3 separate regions of the Mus musculus genome follow, and all the other regions are linked to region 3. A link is a contact called in public promoter capture Hi-C and targeted proximity ligation data. All regions are on one chromosome and are shown on one strand. The core of a region is the stretch at or near the end of the contact, and the rest is flanking DNA. Distances in the headings are between cores, read along the strand shown. Region 1 overlaps Myof (myoferlin). Region 2 overlaps Cpeb3 (cytoplasmic polyadenylation element binding protein 3). Region 3 holds the start of Hhex (hematopoietically expressed homeobox).

Region 1 (3,972 bases), core at 798-3,297, 490 kb before region 3:
TTGCAACAGGCTTGGCTCTGCCAAGTATCAGGGACTGAGGAAAGTTGCTGAGTTATGGTTGCGTGACTGCCACTTTGGGGCTTGGGGGCATCTGGCAGAAGGCTAGGAGTGGGTTAATACCATACTAATTAGGCCAACAATTATCCAGATTGGCTCGGGGAGACTCAGAAGTCACTGTGCCCTTTGCAGAACAACAACAAAAAGATGTCAACACGCTTCGTTTTGTCTTCCAAACAGTGATCAGTTTTGCCAAATTAAAAGTTGATTCTGTTACATGTATGCCTAGTCACATCACAACCGTGGGGCACACGAGCGCAGGAGGAAGCGGCGGAGGCGGCCAGGGCTAGCTATCTGTATTATTTATTCTCTTCATGTTCTGAGTTTTCCAGTTCTTCATTGTTCAGTTGCTAACTCTGTCAGCTGCAAACCTACAGGAGTCAGAGCGAGGTAGAGGAGAAAGATGAAGTTAAATGAGAAACATCTAGTTATTAAAATTATTCCTCTATCAAAGAAAGACCTATACCCTTGCTTGTTGGTGGCGTAATGTATTCGTGTAGTGTGAGGAAAGCTAGCATGTTAGAAATCACATGGAAAAATAATGAGACGGGGGGTGAAGGGACAGGTTTCCATTACTTCTTCCTCTTCTCCCTTCCATCTTTCTCTCTTGTCCAACTTTTCTTTTAAAACCAAGGTCTAATTTATATGCCACAAGCTGGCCCTCCCACAAGGCTTTGGTGTTGTGTACATCTGTGTAAAGCTGCCCCCACAGCAAGGGGCAGACCATTTTCACACACAGGAAGCTCCTCTGCGCTCCTGTCAAGCCAACTCTCCACGAGCTGCACCCCTCTGGTGCACAGCTGGTCTGATAGTTACCATGATAGGCTGGCTTCGCTTGCTCCTGTGTTCCAGATAACTGGACTCAGACAATATTCATTCTGTATTTGGCTCCTTTGGTCCCAAAGGAGTCTGCTTTTGAGACTCGTCATGTTGTTGTGGGTATCACAAGTTTGTTTACTCTTGCTGAATCATATTGGATCAGACTGGGTTGGAGTTGGGTCATGCCGTGTTCATACCCCATCTCACCTCCCCTTGCCCCTTCTTTTCTCTCTCCTCTCCATGGTTTGTTGACTCATCCTCCCAACACTGGACCTTCTTGAACCACATGGACATGCTCATGTTTCTTTTTGGTAAATTCCTAGAAACACCACTTCTGGATCCTAAGATATGTAACCCCCTAAAAGAAGTGTGGCATTTTCCCAAGTGGCAGTTCTATGCTGCACCCGTGAGGGCCCCAGGAGTTCTGTCCAATCCTTTTGGTACTCAGCCCTGTTGGCTGGAGACACCACCTCTGTTTTAATGAGAAACTGAGAGTCCGCTGATGGTTTTCAGATCTATGACTGTGAACTGGAGGATGTAGCCGACTTTGAAGGCCTGACAGATTTCTCAGATACCTTCAAGCTGTACAGAGGCAAGTCCGATGAGAATGAAGATCCATCTGTGGTAGGAGAGTTTAAAGTGAGTAAAGTGTGCGTGTGTGTCCTTTGAAAAATCTATCTTCTTTTTTTTATTATTGATTTCGGATGAAAGACAGCTGATGTCTGCAGCTGGACATGTCCTCTGCCCTCTGCAGGAAGGAAAATGCCCCCAGGGGAGTCAGGATATTGCTTGGGCTGGCCAGACTCAAATCCTCCTGGGTCAAATCTTCCCAAGACCTCATTTCTCCTACCTTCTGCCCTCCTGGGGTATTAGCAAGATCACTGTGGCAGATTCCCAGATGGAGATCTTAGCCACCTTTCTGCTCCTCCCAAGCAGTCTCTCCTCACCGTAACCAAATTTGAGCCTCCATCTGAATGGCTTAAACACACCTCTTGTATTTCACAGCTCAGGCCTCAACTCCTTCCAAAGCTGAGCTGGCCTTTCCCAAGCTCTGGGTCCCTCCTGCATACAGAAGAACCACTCCCAAGTCCCAAACACACCTTACAAGTTCTCTCTATGGATGTACGGAGCCTTGGGCTAGGCAGCTCTTCCTTTCCTGGGTGCCCTTCCTTTCCTCTCTGTAGTTTGACAAAGCCCTGCTCAGGCCCTAAGACAGCTCAGATGTCATCAGGGTTTGTCAAGAGTTCCCTGGCTGCTTTGGGCAGCATGACTCACCCATGCTCTGGGCTCCCACAGGTCTGGGTTCACCTCCTGTCAGGTTTGATTGTTGCTTCTCCTCCCAAGCACACTTGGCAAGGCCAGGGCATCTGACACTACCTCTTCCTAATCCTTTGCCAATAGCAGACATGGCTAATGGATCAGGGGATTACACCCAACACAGGGTCTCAAATCCTCCCCACCCCAGCCTCCTACTAAGACCACAATAGGGTACACAGCCAAGCTAATCTAGTATCTTGTGCCATACTCTGTTTCTTGATTTTTGGGTGTTCCTCACCCAGTATTCAATGGGTGCTTGCTTCATGACATGTTCCTGAGTGCAGCTGGCCAGAAGAAAGGCCCAAACATCCTAATCCCAACTTTCGATACCTTTCCCTGTACTTAAGCTGGTTTCAAAACAAAGTGTGCAGTCTTTTTAGCTGAGACCTGAAGCAGAGCATCAATTTGCCTGGGAGTGGGGCCCAGGCAGGTAGGGAGACCCAGCAGTGAAATCACCTCGGGACTTATTCCTGTCTCCAAAATAATCTCAACTCTTTACCTTGTTTTGCCACCACGTCCCCCAACCCTGACCAGCCACCTCCACTTCCTGCTCAGGTTTATTGCCCCCTTCCTAGAATGCCCTCTTCTGAAATGATGGCTGTAGAATGCTGGAGTGTTCTCTACTGGAATCCCACAAGAGCCAAAACAGGTTATGTCAGAGACACCTAACATCACCCAACTGTGTGAGACGGAGGGTGCACAAGATGGGTGCACATTTCCCAAGCGCCCTCTACCCATTGGCCAGGGTCCTTCGGAGTCATCAGTACACGTCTCTCTCTTTCTCTCAGGGCTCCTTCCGAATCTACCCCTTGCCGGATGACCCCAGTGTGCCAGCCCCTCCCAGGCAGTTTCGGGAACTGCCTGACAGTGTCCCACAGGAATGCACTGTTAGGATTTACATTGTTCAAGGCTTACAGCTCCAGCCTCAGGACAACAATGGCCTGGTAAGAGTTTGGGTGTGGGGCCTTCTCCCATAGCAGGATAATTATAGTCATCAGCCATGGTAATTGTCACCTTCTTTCTTTCTGGGCGTCTGTTATCTCACAAGGAGAAAGATACTCTATCAAAACAATGTGAACAGAAGGATTGTCCCCATGGGGTTTTACCCAAGAGCTTTGGCTGGGGCTGTGGGGGTGGTGGTGCTTAGGGCTCTCTAGTTCATCCTTCTCGTGTTACTGATGTGACCCAGGACAAGATTTGCTCCAGTCACAGGACCAGCATGTGCAGAGTTAGGTCATCCCTACCTCCACCCCATCCCACCTTTTCACCCACACAGATGCTTTGAAGGCACGCTGGCCCACTGCCACCCAAAGGAGAACCTTGCACTGAACTCGTCTGAGGTCCTCAGGTGCCCCAGAGGCCACCTTTGTCATCACTTGGGAGTATAGAAGCAAGCCAAGTCTATCCCCGAAATTGACTTCAGTTTGCACCCGGGATGATATAACATCTTACCTGTCTTGTCTCCACAGTGTGATCCTTACATAAAAATAACCTTGGGCAAGAAAGTAATTGAAGACCGAGACCACTACATTCCCAACACTCTCAACCCAGTGTTTGGCAGGTAACATACAGTTCAAAATATTCCTTCTACATGAAATGTGCCCTGCTCTGGTTGAGATCCTAACGCCAGGAATATGTACAGATACCTTTGTCAGAGAAATGGGTAGAAGGGCTGGAAGGTCCATGAGGGAAGAATGTCCCCCAAGAGCCTTGACAAAGCATTGTTCTCTTCGTGGTCACAGCCTTGACTTGTTTCTGGTCTAGAATATGGGTATTGTT
Region 2 (4,012 bases), core at 233-2,732, 380 kb after region 3:
AAGGTCTCGAGGTTGAGAACAGAGTGGGATGTACAGTGAGACACTCTCAAAAAGGGGGTACAGAAGAAAGAGTACCCGTTATTCCTCAAATCTGCACATAGAGTTCATTAAGGCTGGATACTTTACTGGGCAGTTGGGCCACACACAGGTGTATGAGCTCAGCCTCAAAGGACCCTGGCTGTAACAGTGGGAAGTAGGTGTGTGACAGGAAGTGAACTAAGGAGCTGCAGGTACTCTGAGAGATGCCATAGGGAGTATGTGAGACTGGGAGTCATGGATGGAGAAGAATGTGCCGATGTTATGACTTGGTCAGGAAAGGGTTCGCTTGCGTCTTTTGACTGTAGTATTTCATTAATAATGACTTTACTAACTCAAGGGTATGCATTACATAACCTTTTTTGTAGTATCATTTGTTCATTCTCTCTCTCTCTCTCTCTTTTTTTTTTTTTTTTTTTGCTAAGCATCCCTATGAAAGAGTACACAAAATGCCATGCTTCATTAGTAGTTGACGGCCCCTGACGGGCTATGAAGCCTTGCATGGAGTGAGCACTACAGCTTAGCGCACGTTGCAGGGCTTAACTTACTGTACCTGGTGGAACACCTGGAGCATGCTGGAAGCACAAGACAGAATTTCCCAGTATTATTTATTGCTCCCTGTCTAGAAAGAATTTTGACTCTTTTGATGAAGTTCCCTGGAGCGTTTTTGTTTTGTTTTGTTTTGTTTTTTTGTCTGAGGATCAGTTAGACCAGTGGTTCTCAGCCTTCCTAATGCTGCGCCCCTTTAATACAGTTCCTCATGTTTGCTACTTCACAACTATGATCTTGCTAATGTTATGAATCGTAATGTAAATATCTGTGTTTTCCGAAGGTCTTAGGAGACCTCTGTGAAAGGGTCATTCCACTCCCAAAGGAGTTGTAACCCACAAGTTGAGAAGAACAGCTGAGTTAGAGGGTTAGAGTCACAGCTTTTGGCCTGCAGCCCCAGAGCCATGTAGGATACAGATCTCTTACCAAAGCCAAGGACTGATCAGTTATCAGGCTCTGTTCTTTCTCCTTCTCTTGAGAGTTACCCGGGTTGTCGCCTGGTACAGAAGAACACTTGAGACTAATAGATGGCATCTACTCTTGGAAATTAGCTGATTTGTTTATTACTATCTAAGAAATGAAAATTAGCTCAAAATGAAATACCAAATATATATGTGCTTTGAAAAGTTTAATTCCCCAAATACTGCTGCTATGGCTGTTAGTTTCTGTGTTTAATAATAAAAAGAGCCCTTATACCATGAAAGAGGCAAAGACACTTTACAAACTATAAACTCTTTCTGCTTCTGCTGACTCTTTCTGTTTCTGCTGTCACACTTTAGTGATTTGGTGAGGGCTGTGGTACTTAAAATAGAATTGCTGACAGCTGACATGGGTCGGAGTCCATCCCTTCAACTGACACAGCCGTTACAGCTATATGTCAGGGGACTTGGTTTAGCTGACTCATCCTGGCTGGATGAGTTTGGGATGCTGCCACTTGCTGTGGAGAGCATTCCTGATGGTTCTGCACTATTGTTGTTCTGTTTCATGTAAAATGAAAGGATTGTAGGATTGGGGGGAGAAAAATAGTCTTTTTCTTGAAGAGTAGGGACTTTGAAGGGTATGGGGGGAGAGCTCAGGAAATTACAAAAGGGGGTTAGAGTTGACTGTGTCTCAACTCTGAGCTTTGTAGGGGAGAGCTAACAGCCAGATGACTGGGGAGGAAGTATCCGCTCTGGTACTTGAGCTGACCGTGGAACTGCAGTGCTGACTTTTGAGTTCCTTTGGGAAAAACAGATGGAACAAGACACCTTGCAGTAGAATATTTGTGTGGTGGGCGTTTATAACGTACAGTGGTAACCAGGAGGATGAAGTATAAAGCAAGGTGTTCCAAATGAGTGCCCAGAATTAGTGATCTACACTAATTTGAATCTAAATAGAGAATTCTAGAATTGTAGGAAGGCTAAATGATGTTTTAAAATACACTTGAGTGCATGCACACACTCTCGAACACACACACACACACACACACACACACACACACACACACACATACACACACACACACACATAACAAAAAACTTGAAGCCCTTTTCTATTTGTTCTTCCATTTCCCTCCCTCCCTCCCTCCCTCCCTCCCTCCCTCCCTTCCTTCCTTCTTTTCTTTTCTTTTTTCAAGACAGGGTCTCTCCATGCAGCCCTGGCTGGCCTAGAACTCTATGTAGACCACGAGGCTCAAACTTGAGAGTTTTTGCCTGCCTCTTCTTCCCAAGTGCTGGGATTAAAGGCCTGTGCCAGTGTGCAAGGCCATTGTGTTTTCTTTTATTCTGTTATTAAAGATAGAACAAAAATGTACATTTACACTTTAATTTGGAAGTTTTTGTTAATTTTCATTGAACTCTTTAGTTAGTGATTTTTATATGCCTTATGTCTAAACAAGTGATCCATGTTGCACTTTTAATGTTTTTCTTAGTAGTTGGCTTGCACTTAATTCTATTAATCACCTTTCGTTTTCAGTAAATAAAATTTTAGTTTTTAATTTAGATCCAGTATTTTACTCTTTATTAATCGTAAATATAACTGAACTGATTTGGTAACATATATTTAATTAAGGTTAGTTTGATAACTTTTAATTCTTCGGACATCTGTTTAATATTTAAATATATTAACTAATTTGCTACTATTAAATTTACTCTTAACTACTTAAAGTTAATTTCTGTAGAAGTAACCTTTTCAAAACAATAACGGTTCATCACTCAGTAGAGTACTTTGGTGTAGGACAGTGATGCTCAAATTTGAACATTATGTTTGTTATATTTAAAAGTTGCATAAGGGGGCTGGAGAGATGGCTCAGTGGGTAAGAGCACTGACTGTTCTTCCGAAGGTCCTGAGTTCAAATCCCAGCAACCACATGGTGGTTCACAACCATCCGTAATGAGATCTGACGCCCTCTTCTGGTGTGTCTGAAGACAGCTACAGTGTACCAACATATAATAATAAATCTTAAAAAAAAAAAAAAAAAAAAAAAAATGGGGCTGGTGAGATGGCTCAGTGGGTAAGAGCACCCGACTGCTCTTCCGAAGGTCCAGAGTTCAAATCCCAGCAACCACATGGTGGCTCACAACCATCCGTAATGAGATCTGACTCCCTCTTCTGGTGTGTCTGAAGACAGCTACAGTGTACTTACATATAATAATAAATAAATCTTAAAAAAAAAAAAAAAAAAAAAAAGTTGCATAAAAATAACTTGGGATATGCTATGTTTCGCAATGTTGAACAGATTTCTTGCCTGTAGACTTCCTTAAAGTTTTCAATTAAGTACATCAATGAATGTCCTGAAACTCCAAGAAGATAATCTACAGCTTTCCCCAAATAGCCGTCTTCTGACACAGCAACCCCTAGGACATGCACTCTGTAGAAGACACATTGGGAGACCTCAGAAGGGGGAATTCACACTTTTACCAATAACTGTGGGTTTTATTAGTGTTGCATTCCTTCACGGTTACTCTGTGGCATAAATAAATGTTTATACCAGCAAGCTTTGTGTAAAACAGATTACTGATTCAAACGTTAAGAATTCAGAAGACACATAGTTCAGCCAAACATCAATTTCACGGTCCTCAGGAAAGCCTTCTTAGGAATGCATAATTCAAAAAAGAAACTAAAAGAAAATAAGTTTTGTAATTTTCTTTTGTAAGTGCTTTTCTTGAGCACTGCCACCATCAGGGAGGCACGAGTTGCGTGGAAGTAGCTTGTATCTCAGAGAGAGCAGCCATTGTGAGAGGGAGAGCCTCAACCCACTGCCACATTACTCTGCTAATGCAGAGTGCACTGATGCTGGCCTATGTCAACTTTTCTTTAGTTCTGTAGGGTGCCAGCTCTGAGCAGCTGTGTTCCTGGCAGCAGCTGGGAAGTGCGGGTTTGGTGAATAGGCTTGATCAGTGCTGTGTTGTAAGCCTTCTTCCTGTGTTTTTACCTAAGCTGTAAAGAA
Region 3 (3,830 bases), core at 285-2,784:
TAATAATTCTGGCATTAAAATGCCAATTCATTAAAATGTTAATTGTCTCCCAGGTCCCCAGTTAAGCTGCCAAACTGTTGACTTTAAACTCTGGAGCCCCCTCTTATTCACTCTAGACCCCACTGGTTCAGAGGCTGAGGCCCTGAACCCGGTCACCATCGCGTATTTATTCTTAGGAATGTTGTGAGGACAAGCCTCGAAAATCCCAAATTGCCAACGTGTAGCCCTTAGTATTTGTTCGGGGTCTGCACTTTCCTTCTCCAAATTGATGGTGGTGCGTCTGTCCGTCCGTCCGTCCCTATGTCCACAGACCTACACCTAAACATTTTGAAAGTTGGCATTGTTTTTTTTTCCCCCCGAGATTTTGCTTGCGTCAGGCTTCAGACTTGGTGCAAAACAGCCTCCAAAGATGGGGGTGGGGGGTGGCGGGAGAGGCAGAGAGGAAGCAACTGGTTATTTTAGCTGCCATAAAGTCACATCCCACACAGAGGAAATGAACAATATCAGAAAAACGGATCCTGGCTATCAGACGTCGAGTGTTTCCTGAATTTGTCTGTATTGAGGATGTCGATAAAATAATCAGCAGCGTGCACTACTCCGGGGGAAGGGTCTGCTTCATGCAGCCAGGAAAACACTTAACAGCTTCAGAAACCAGATTTACTCCTATCGAGAACTCAAGATTTCCTGTATGAACGGAAAGGGTCAGGCTCCTTCACTGCACAAGCTTGTTGAACCAAGCCCAGCCCAGGAACCGCCCGGGCAGGCAGCTCTCCCTGCCCTGCAGGGGCCAGGCTCAGGGCGCCCCGACGTCCTCTTCTCCGGGCCGCTCGCTAAGGGAGTCCCCCACCCACCCCGGGGCGACACGCGTGGCCAGGGCCGCCCTCCTCCACCTCCCCGGGAGCCCCAGGTCTCTCCCGACTACGCTTGCCCCGACGTCTGCAAGGTGCAGGAAAAGCAATCTGAGTCGCCGAGCTTCCCAGTACCGGGGCCCCGCATGCACCCGCGAGCCGCTCGCTCCGAGAGCTCGCCGCAACTTTTCCACTGCGCTTCCCGTCCGTCCGCCCCTGCCGCCTCCCGCGCGCTGCCACCCGCCGGGAGCGCCTTCCTCACGGACGCCCTCACTCGGCCCCGGCCGCCTTACCCAGGGGGTCGTGGCGGAGTAGGGCGTGCGTGTAGTCGTTCACCGTCCGCGGGAACGGGTACAGAGGGCCTCCGAAGCCACTGGGGCCGTAGGCGGCGGCCAGCGCGGCGGCCGGGTGGTGCGAGAAGGCGGGGTGGACCGGCGTGGGCTCGTACACCGGGGTCCGGTAGGAGGACACGAGGCTGGTGAAGGAGGAGTTGGGGGACGGCAGCGTGGGAGTGGGCGTGGGGGCGGCGGGCCCGCGACCCAAGATGTCGTCGATGTAGAAGGGCGTCGGGTGAGCGGGCTGCAGCAGCGGCGTGGGCGCATACAGCGGGACTCCCACGGCGGGCGCAGCCGCGGGCCCCGGGTGCGGGAACTGCATGGCCGCTCCGCAGCCCCTCGCAGAGAGCTGCCGGCCGGCGGCGCCGCGCTACATTTATTTGCGCTCTGCGCTCCAGGCGATAGGCTCGGGCAGCCGCGGGGTGGGGCCGCGCTCGGTCCCCTTCCTGCCGCCAGGCCCTGCGGCCAATGGCGCTGGCTTCAGATTCGCCTCCGCCCCCCACTAACCCCCGCGCCGATCCGCCCCCACCGGCCCAGCTCCCGCCCCCGAGACGCACGGGCTGTGGGGCTCCGGGGACCCTCCGCCAGGGTGTTCCTGCGCCGCAGGCGCCCCCAGAGGTTCCAGGCACCTAGCGAGCGACTGCGACCGTCGAAGAGGAGGTCACAAGACGTGCGCCGCGGGGCGCGGATCCTGACGGGATGGCGCCACTGCTGAAACTCGGGCAGCCTCTGGAACCTGGAGAAGCGATGGGACTCTGCGGGCCAGGAGGCCGCCGGCAGGATGGCACCTTCGGGCGGCCAGAAGGCTGCGCTTCTTGGGGTAACGGTGGCACTGTCTAGAACGGGGGACCTCCGCAGCTCGGCGCTCCAAGGAGAAGACCCAAGCCGTTGGCTGCGTCCTAGTCCCAGACGGGTACTGACAGCGAGGCTGCAGGTGTTCCAGACCTATTTGAGGACCCCCTAGCTCGGCCACCTCCCTGGATGCTAACGGAATCTGCTCCAGACCGGTATCAAGATAGAACCTTAATCGTATGGCGCAGGACAGAGGCTATGCAGTGTTCTTCGATCCAATGGGGGTGGGAGGTGCTCCTGGACCTCTGTCCCCAGGCCCTGAAGGACACAGCTGCGCTTAGCCGGCCTCTGAGGTTTTACACGTGTTTTCTATTCAAAGCCGTGGTGCGCTGCTCAGTGTGGCCTCAGCTCTGTGCGGCTTCACTCGCCTCTGGGGCAAAGGGGCATTTTCTTGATTGACGCCCTCCTGGGGTGACCACACCTTGAGTTGGGCAGTTTCTGCTAAGGACTTCTATTAGTAGAAAAACTCCCTGGCTTTTTTTTTTCAACTGAGATATTTAGTTTTATCCTTTGGAATTAATCTTCAGCTGCAGTGGGACTGAAGGCGAAATAGCCAGAGGACCTGGGTCCGAGTTTCACTTCACACCTTATTTTCTTGAGCAACTACTGTGTGTCATTAGCAAACGAGAGAGGCAGTCTCTGCCCTGGTGGAAGCAGGAAACGAACACAGTCACATCTACTAGGGAGAAATCGTGTGTAAGGGTCGAAACCTTAAGGAGCTCCAGCCCCTCCTTTCGGGTAAAGGAGAGAGTCACTTTGAAAAAGGAAAAGTCTTCCCAAAGGAAATAATGTTTGAAAGATAGGTAGGTGTCAAGGAGCCTAGGGTGTGAGTGACTCCAAGTCAGAAGAGCACTTGAGTTGAGTCTGTCAGTTTATTGCCCTGGGCTTTTCTCACCTGTCCCGTTTGGGACTTGACATAAAGGTTCCTAACTGCTTGGGGATGGAGTCACGGACATCTTTCAGAATAATGACAGACAAAAGCCGTTAATTAGCACAAACAAACCAGTGAGTGTGAAGCGCCGCTATTAGAATTAAAACCTTGGGGGCTGGTAAGGCTATATCTCCGTGTGTTCACCCTGTTATGTGAACCATAAAAAGGAGAACAAGTTTAACTAACTTCGGGCAGGGCTGGAAAGAGAGTAGACTTCTGAATACCTGGAGAACTGAACCTTGGGAGGTTTCTTTCTGGTGAGCGCAAAGACATCTTGGCCAGACAACAGACTGCTTGAAGGGGCTTCCGGTGGGCAAACTCCGGGTTATTTAAGCCTTGAAAAATACATCATCGAGGAGGTGCTAGCCTGGCAACCTGAGCTTCGATCCAGGGAAGACATGGTGGAAGGAAGAACCGATTCCACAGTTGTCCTCTGCCCTCTGTCTGCTTGCTGTGTCGCATTACACACAATAGCGAAGTTGAAAAAATACGTAGTAAACTATGCTATTTCTAAGTCCATTGAACTCAAGTGAAATAAAGAAGTGGTGGGTGGGAAAACTGGGAGAATGCCAGAACAAATATAAAACATTTGGGACCAGTGAGGTGGCGCAGCCTATGGGAGATTGTCTCCCTTAATGCTGGAAACAAGGACTCAAGTTCAAGCTTCCGACCCCACATGAGAGAGGGGGAGGGGAGAAAGAGGTGGAGAGACTTGCCCTGTAGCACCATGGCTGCTGGAGTGCCCAAAACACACATCAAACACAATGAGATACTTTTTTTTTTTTTTGGTTTTTCGAGACAGGGTTTCTCTGTATAGCCCTAGCTGTCCTGGAACTCACTTTGTAGACCAGGCTGGCCTCGAAC

What was found. Promoter capture Hi-C pulls out the DNA fragments that hold promoters and counts their contacts.
Region 1: a contact with region 3 is called in a targeted proximity ligation map of extraembryonic endoderm stem cells, with 5 times the contacts expected there. A contact is called at or near these places in 9 of 39 promoter capture datasets (the 3T3-L1 cell line, 3T3-L1-derived adipocytes, the HPC-7 cell line and 5 more), 5 of 484 Hi-C or Micro-C datasets (the HPC-7 cell line, cortical neurons, embryonic fibroblasts and 1 more) and 1 of 130 datasets of targeted methods (extraembryonic endoderm stem cells).
Region 2: a contact with region 3 is called in a promoter capture Hi-C map of pre-B cells, with 2.2 times the contacts expected there. A contact is called at or near these places in 5 of 39 promoter capture datasets (the 3T3-L1 cell line, the HPC-7 cell line, embryonic stem cells and 2 more) and 2 of 484 Hi-C or Micro-C datasets (the G1E-ER4 cell line and embryonic stem cells).

Annotation. Positions count from the first base shown.
Region 1 is chr19:37,920,501-37,924,472 of GRCm38.p6, reverse strand. Myof (myoferlin) reads left to right here. Exons shown (of 54, transcript NM_001302140.1): 41 at 1,390-1,515; 42 at 2,982-3,137; 43 at 3,663-3,754. Among named protein-coding and RNA genes, the nearest start is that of Gm52397, 64 kb to the left of the region's middle.
Region 2 is chr19:37,057,246-37,061,257 of GRCm38.p6, reverse strand. All of the region lies in intron 8 of Cpeb3 (cytoplasmic polyadenylation element binding protein 3), which reads left to right. Among named protein-coding and RNA genes, the nearest start is that of A330032B11Rik, 110 kb to the left of the region's middle.
Region 3 is chr19:37,432,545-37,436,374 of GRCm38.p6, reverse strand. It overlaps Hhex (hematopoietically expressed homeobox), which reads right to left and starts at 1,534. Exons shown (of 4, transcript NM_008245.3): 1 at 1,142-1,534. The coding sequence starts at 1,505.